2 separate regions of the Sus scrofa genome follow, and region 2 is linked to region 1. Evidence: chromatin contacts called from public promoter capture Hi-C data. All regions are on one chromosome and are shown on one strand. Each heading gives the region's core, a stretch centred on a gene start, on an enhancer-like site or on the middle of the called end of the contact. The rest is flanking DNA. Distances are from core to core; before and after follow the strand shown. Region 1 holds the start of NEUROG2 (neurogenin-2). Region 2 holds the start of C8H4orf32.

Region 1 (2,794 bases), core at 186-2,685:
CTAGAACGGCTACACCTGCTCTGAGTAGTGAGACGGTTTCTAGGGCATGGAGCGCGGGGCAGGAAAGGGGTGGGAGGAAGGCTTGATCGAGGGCAGGAAAGGGTACCCACTAAAGCCTGGCGTGTGTAGCAGAGCTCTAGATACAGTCCCTGACTATGGGGAGGTGAGATGCGTAGCGGTGCTTGTCGGGAGGTGGGGACTGCCAATAGTCCATGTCTGAACCCGCCGGACTGGCAGGAGATAAAGTGCAGCTGTAGGGGGAGGTGGAGTTGGAGGATGCGGAGGAGGACGGCGCGGGGCTGTTGGTGCAGCTCCACGTGGAGGCAGGCGAAGGGCTGTCTCCGCTGCTACTCAGCGCGGCGCTAGAGCCTCCCGGGCTCAGCAAGACTGCCTCGGAGAAGAGCGCCCCCGGCAGGCCTCCGCCGCCGCCCCCGCAGTGGTCGGCCAAGCGGAGGGTCTCTGTGAGCGCCCAAATGTAGTTGTGGGCGAAGCGCAGGGTCTCAATCTTGGTGAGCTTTGCGTCCTCCGGGAAAGTGGGGAGCACCTCGCGCAGCGCATCCAGCGCCGCGTTGAGGTTGTGCATGCGGTTGCGCTCGCGGTTGTTGGCCTTCAATCTACGGGTCTTCTTGATGCGCTGCACCGTCTCGGCAGTTTTGGCGCCCCGAGAAACTGCCCGCGCCCTGGAGGGGCGCCGCTTGCACTCGTGCACCAGACCCAGTAGCCGCGCGGGTCGGCAGCCCTCTGTTCCTCCCGGCGAGCGGCCCTGCGCCCCGGGCCCGGCCTCTGCTCCACGCGGCCGACTCGCCCCGCCCGACGAGCGCAGCTCCTCCTCTTCCTCCTCGTCGGTGCTGGAAGACAGCGGGGTCAGAGCTGCTGAGGCGGGGGAGGCCGAGCGGAGCAACACCAACACGTCCTCTTCCTCCTTCAACTCCAAGGTCTCGGACTTGACGAACATCCTGGAGGAGAGAGCGGTGAAGGAGAAAGAACCGAACGAAGTGTTAATACAGAAGCAGAAGCAAGTTCTTGGTGTCACCGGGACGTCCTCTTGCGCGCTTCGGAGAAGACCGGCTCCGAACAGCGCCAAGGAGTAACGTAAGTTGGGGAGGAAACCGCGCCAGCGCCCTCCAAGCTCAGGAGCGCCCCTCGTTGCGACCCTGTCGCCGGCTAAGTGGGTTCCTAACGCTGCGGGCCGCCGTGGCGGTTGTGTTCCCTCCCGGGAAGGGAATGCGGCTCCCGCAACCGATTCAGCGGGAGCAAGAGGCTTTCGGGTGTGGTGGGACAGAGTGCGGGAAACACCGTTCCAAGTTGGAAGGCCCAGCGCGGATACTTACTTACTTGGCTCTCTAAATGTGCCTCAGCGTCGCTATTACTTTAGACTGTGCTGCGATTCTCCGCTCAGCTCGGAGCACAGCGCCGCGCCTTCTGCGGGTTGGAACCCTGCGGACCTGGCGCTACTGCGGCGCCGCTCCGCGGGGGACCTCTCCTACCCGCGAGGTTGCCAAGAGCCTCGGCGGCCGCGGTGACCCGCCCGGGTCTCGTGTGTTTTGGTGGTGGTGCGTGTCTGTCTGTCAGTCAGTCCCCGGCGGTGCGGCTCCCGGCACGCGACTCTTAGGCACTCCAGTTAAAGCGAAGCTGCTTGTGGTTCAGTGGCTGCGTGTCTGGCACACGACTCTCCTTAAAACCCCTTATATACCACCGAGAAAACAATCAGATCTGCCCCCGGGGCCCCCATCTCCCCCCACCCCCGGCCGCCGCCGCCTCCTCCCCACTCCCGTGCCGGCCCCCCTTCTCCCCCGCTTTTCCCTCTCCGGCTTACTCTTTTCATTGCATTATCATCATTCATTTCTTTCTCTTTTTTCACCCCCTTCCCCCCCTCCCCTAGGCCCTGCCATCCATCCCCCTCCCATCGCCCCCGCCTCTCTTTTCCCCCCTTTATCTAATCAGCATAAAATGGTTCTAAAGCTCCTGTTGGAGCTCGAGGCTGCGGTCGGACTGCTGAAGCGGTGGCGGCAGCATCGGCTCAAGCTGCGGCTGTTGTCGCCGCCGCTGCCCATTGTGATTGGTGGCTCGCGCTCGGCTGGAGCGTGCCGCTAATTTATTAATGAATGGAGGTCGCGAGGCGCAGCTGGCCAATCACGGCGTCCCGGACTCCGGGAGGCCTGCGAGCCACGCGCACCGGAGCCCGCTCCCTTTCAGCGGCTCATTAGGGGCCGGGGCGCTGGCGGCCGCTGGGGAGACCAAGGCGACAGCCCCCGCCGGATCCTCGAGGCTGCACCCCACCCCCCGCCCCCGCCGCGCGCGCACAGGCACCGCACCCGGCGCTGCCCAGCCTCCTAGCTCCCGGACGTTGGGATCCGAGGAATTAGTTAATGGGGGTCAGGATCCCGGGGAAAGCAGTTAGCCCTCTGGTGCTGCCGGCCGTGTGTTGGCAAAGCTTCTTAGGAGCTGTATCAAGTGGTGACCGATTTTAAAATGCATTCATTTAGTTAAAGGAGGAATGGGGTGTGGGTGGCGAGCTGTGGGCGCTTGGTGGGCAAGCGTGTTTAGGTTCCAGAGAGACTCACATGGGAGAGTGAGGCAGTTGGCAGGTTCATAGAGGCATTTCCTGCCAGGGGAGATCGAGTTGGGGGGTGCCGTAGACGGGCTTTCAGAGGGTGTGAGAAGAAAAGCGCTCACGTGTTAGATCTAAAAGGGACTCCTCGTTTTACTGTGACAAACTGAGGCTCTGAGCACTGCTACGGCTTTTTAGTTTGGGGTAGGGGTTAACCCCAGTTTATGGCTGGGCGGTACAGCA
Region 2 (2,794 bases), core at 166-2,665, 300 kb before region 1:
GATGCCAATCGTGAATCCAAGTTGTTACCTGTGCTTCTACCAAGCAGCTCTATATTGAAGGTTCCCACCATCCCCTCTTTGGGTTCTATCAACTTGCTAGAGCTGCTCACTGAACTCATAGAAACATTTGCTTACTTTTACCAGCTTATCATAAAGGATATTACAAAGGATATAGGTGAACAGCCAGATGAAGAGGTACATAGGGCAAGGTATGTGGGAAGGGGTGCAGAGCCTCCATGCCCTCGCTAAGCTGCCACTCCCCCTCCCCCATCTCCATGTGTTCACCAACCTGGGAGCTCTCTAAATCCCTGTCCTTTGGGTTTCTATGGAGGCTTCATTACACAGGCATGATTGACTAAACTGTTGACCGCTGGTGATGGATTCAACCTTCAGCCCCACTCCCCTCCCTGGAGATCAGGGTGTGAGACTGAAGTTCCAATCCTCTAATCACAAGGCTGGTCTTCTGGCAACCAGACCCCATCTTTGTTACCTAGAGGTTATCCAAAAGTCACTTCATTAAGATAAAAAAAAGATATCTTTATCCCTCTCACCAAACTCCAAGGTTTTAGGAGCTCTGTGCCAGGAATGGAGACAAAGGCAAAATATATATTTCATATGATAAATCACAATAGTAAGAAAATAATTACTAATTAGATGTGTCTTCCTTACCACACACTGAGAGTGACATATTCTTACCCATTTAAAGAAATACACACAAATGCAGATACACCACCAAATGCTCCCAAGGCTCCAACAGCCAACACACAGCAGGGAGGCACTCAACAGAGAGAGACCTTCAGAGAGACACAGGAGGTAAAGGGAACAAAACAGAGAATGTGGATTACTTGCAAAGGATGGACAGCACTCGGGACAGGCAGCCAGCAGCACAGCCGGGCACACCGCCTGCGCCAGGCAAGCACAGAGGGCCCCGCTGAAGTGTGGAACTCTGTGTCTGTGTGTGTTCCCCTCTCTCACACCTACACACGCTCTCCTCCCTCCCTCACAAACACACTCTCTTACATATACCAGGTCTTTCTTCCAGTTTTTATCACTGTCTTACACACACAGTCTCTCCTATGCACCTACAATATCTTATACACAATCTCTCACAGTCGTACAGAGTCATACACAACCTCCCTCGCATAGTTTCTCTCAGTCTCTCTCACAAACGTGCGCGCGAAAATACACATTCCCTGTGCTAAAGCTCTCACACACACACACAATCTCTCTCTCTCTCTCTCTCTCTCTCTCTCTCTCTCTCTCTCTCTCTCGTTGGCCCCGCCCCGCCCCGCCCCGGCCCCTCCCCCGCGTGGGCTCCGCCCCAGCAGCCGAGGGCGGGGCCAGCCGGTGACAGGAGGGGCCGGGCCGGGGCCGGGCTGGTACTTCTGGCGACCTGGCCAGCCGAGCGCGCTCTGGAGACGCCTGACAGCGGCGAGTGCGGCCGGTCCAGGGCGGCCCACGGGCGGCGGTCGCTGCCTCCCGCTTCGCGGCTTGGCCCCTCGGGCAGCCGTCCCGGGCAGCGGGAGTTGGCTGCGGGATGTGCTCGGCCGGAGAGCTGCGTGGTGGTGGCGGCGGCGGCGGCGGCGGCGGCGGCGGGGAGCATGACGAGAACGGGGACGCGCTGGCTGAGCGGGCGGCGGCGGGGACGGAGTCGGAGCCGGAGCCCGGGGCGACCCCGCGGCGGCGCGGGCGGCGGCCAAAGGAGGAGCTGGAGCAGGTGAGCGAGGAGGGACGGTGCGGTACGGCCGGTTTCCCGAGCCCCACCCGGCGGCGGAGGGAAGTGACCCGGCGGGTTGGCGGCGCCAAGCTCTGTTCCGCGTGGGGCGCTGCTGCTCGCCGCGGCGTTCGGGGAAGCCGCCGCGAGGAGCGGTTGGACGGCGCGCTGCGCTCGGGGCCGAGCCGCGGGGTCGCGCCTGTGCGCTGAGAAGTGCGGGCCCGGAGTCGCGTGCGCCGGGGGATCAGCGCCACCCTTACCCACCCAAGGGGAAGAGGGTTCTCAAGCCGGCGCTCAGAGCTCTGTGGACGGCCCTTCTTAACCGTCATTTACCTAAAAGCCTTCCTTGTAAACACTCCAAGTCCGCACCCCTAGGAGTGTTCCAGGGGACAGCTGCTCCCCCCACCCTCCATCTTGGGTTTCTGAACCCACATCCAGCACCTCTGAAAGGTGTGGGTGTATTTCTCCAGACACGCTATCAGTATCTGAAGGCATGTGTGGGAGCCAGTATTACAATAGATGTCTTGACAGGGACTCTCCGATAGCAGGCTTTTCACATGAACACAGATGAGATCTAGACTTCATTTTAAAACTGAAAAAGCAAGAAAATTGCTTTCAGTTGGTACCAAAGGGGGAAAAAAGTATGAGGCTAGCCATAATAAGGGAAAAGAGAAGTTAGGTAATTTTTGAAACTCTCTGAATTTGCTTTCACTTAAGTACAGCGCTTATAACACATCATTTACCTTCAAGATTAGGCAAGAAGTTTGAGAGAGATTGAACTGTGTGTGGGATGAATTTTCACCAGCAAATATTATAGTAATTAGACCTTCAAAAATACCCGAGATAAGCTAACCTTCAGAATCACATTAAGGAGCAGGAATTCTAATGATTGCCTTTATTACTGCCTTTATTACAGCCTATACTGTTGAGCTCAGTTGAGGTCTCTTGTTATCCTTCTCCATCCCTTTCGGTCACGTTCTCAAACTCCAATATCATCAGTAAATGTACTAATAGATAAAGTATAACTTCTAGTATCTCAGCCTTATATTTAGGAAAGAAATAACTGTGTGGCACACACAA

What was found. Promoter capture Hi-C pulls out the DNA fragments that hold promoters and counts their contacts.
Region 2: a promoter capture Hi-C map of fetal liver shows a contact between it and region 1, with 2.4 times the contacts expected there. The contact joins the promoter of C8H4orf32 here to the promoter of NEUROG2 in region 1. A contact is called at or near these places in 1 of 5 promoter capture datasets (fetal liver), 1 of 47 Hi-C or Micro-C datasets (epiblast stem cells) and 1 of 2 datasets of contacts at active chromatin or transcription factors (alveolar macrophages).

The regions. Positions count from the first base shown.
Region 1 is chr8:110,199,322-110,202,115 of Sscrofa11.1, reverse strand. NEUROG2 (neurogenin-2) reads right to left here and starts at 1,435. Exons shown (of 2, transcript XM_021101670.1): 1 at 1,332-1,435; 2 at 1-956. The coding sequence starts at 955. The coding sequence ends at 137.
Region 2 is chr8:110,503,449-110,506,242 of Sscrofa11.1, reverse strand. C8H4orf32 reads left to right here and starts at 1,415. Exons shown (of 2, transcript XM_013978951.2): 1 at 1,415-1,717. The coding sequence starts at 1,538. The region is part of intron 1 of LOC102158976 (a long non-coding RNA gene); the gene reads right to left.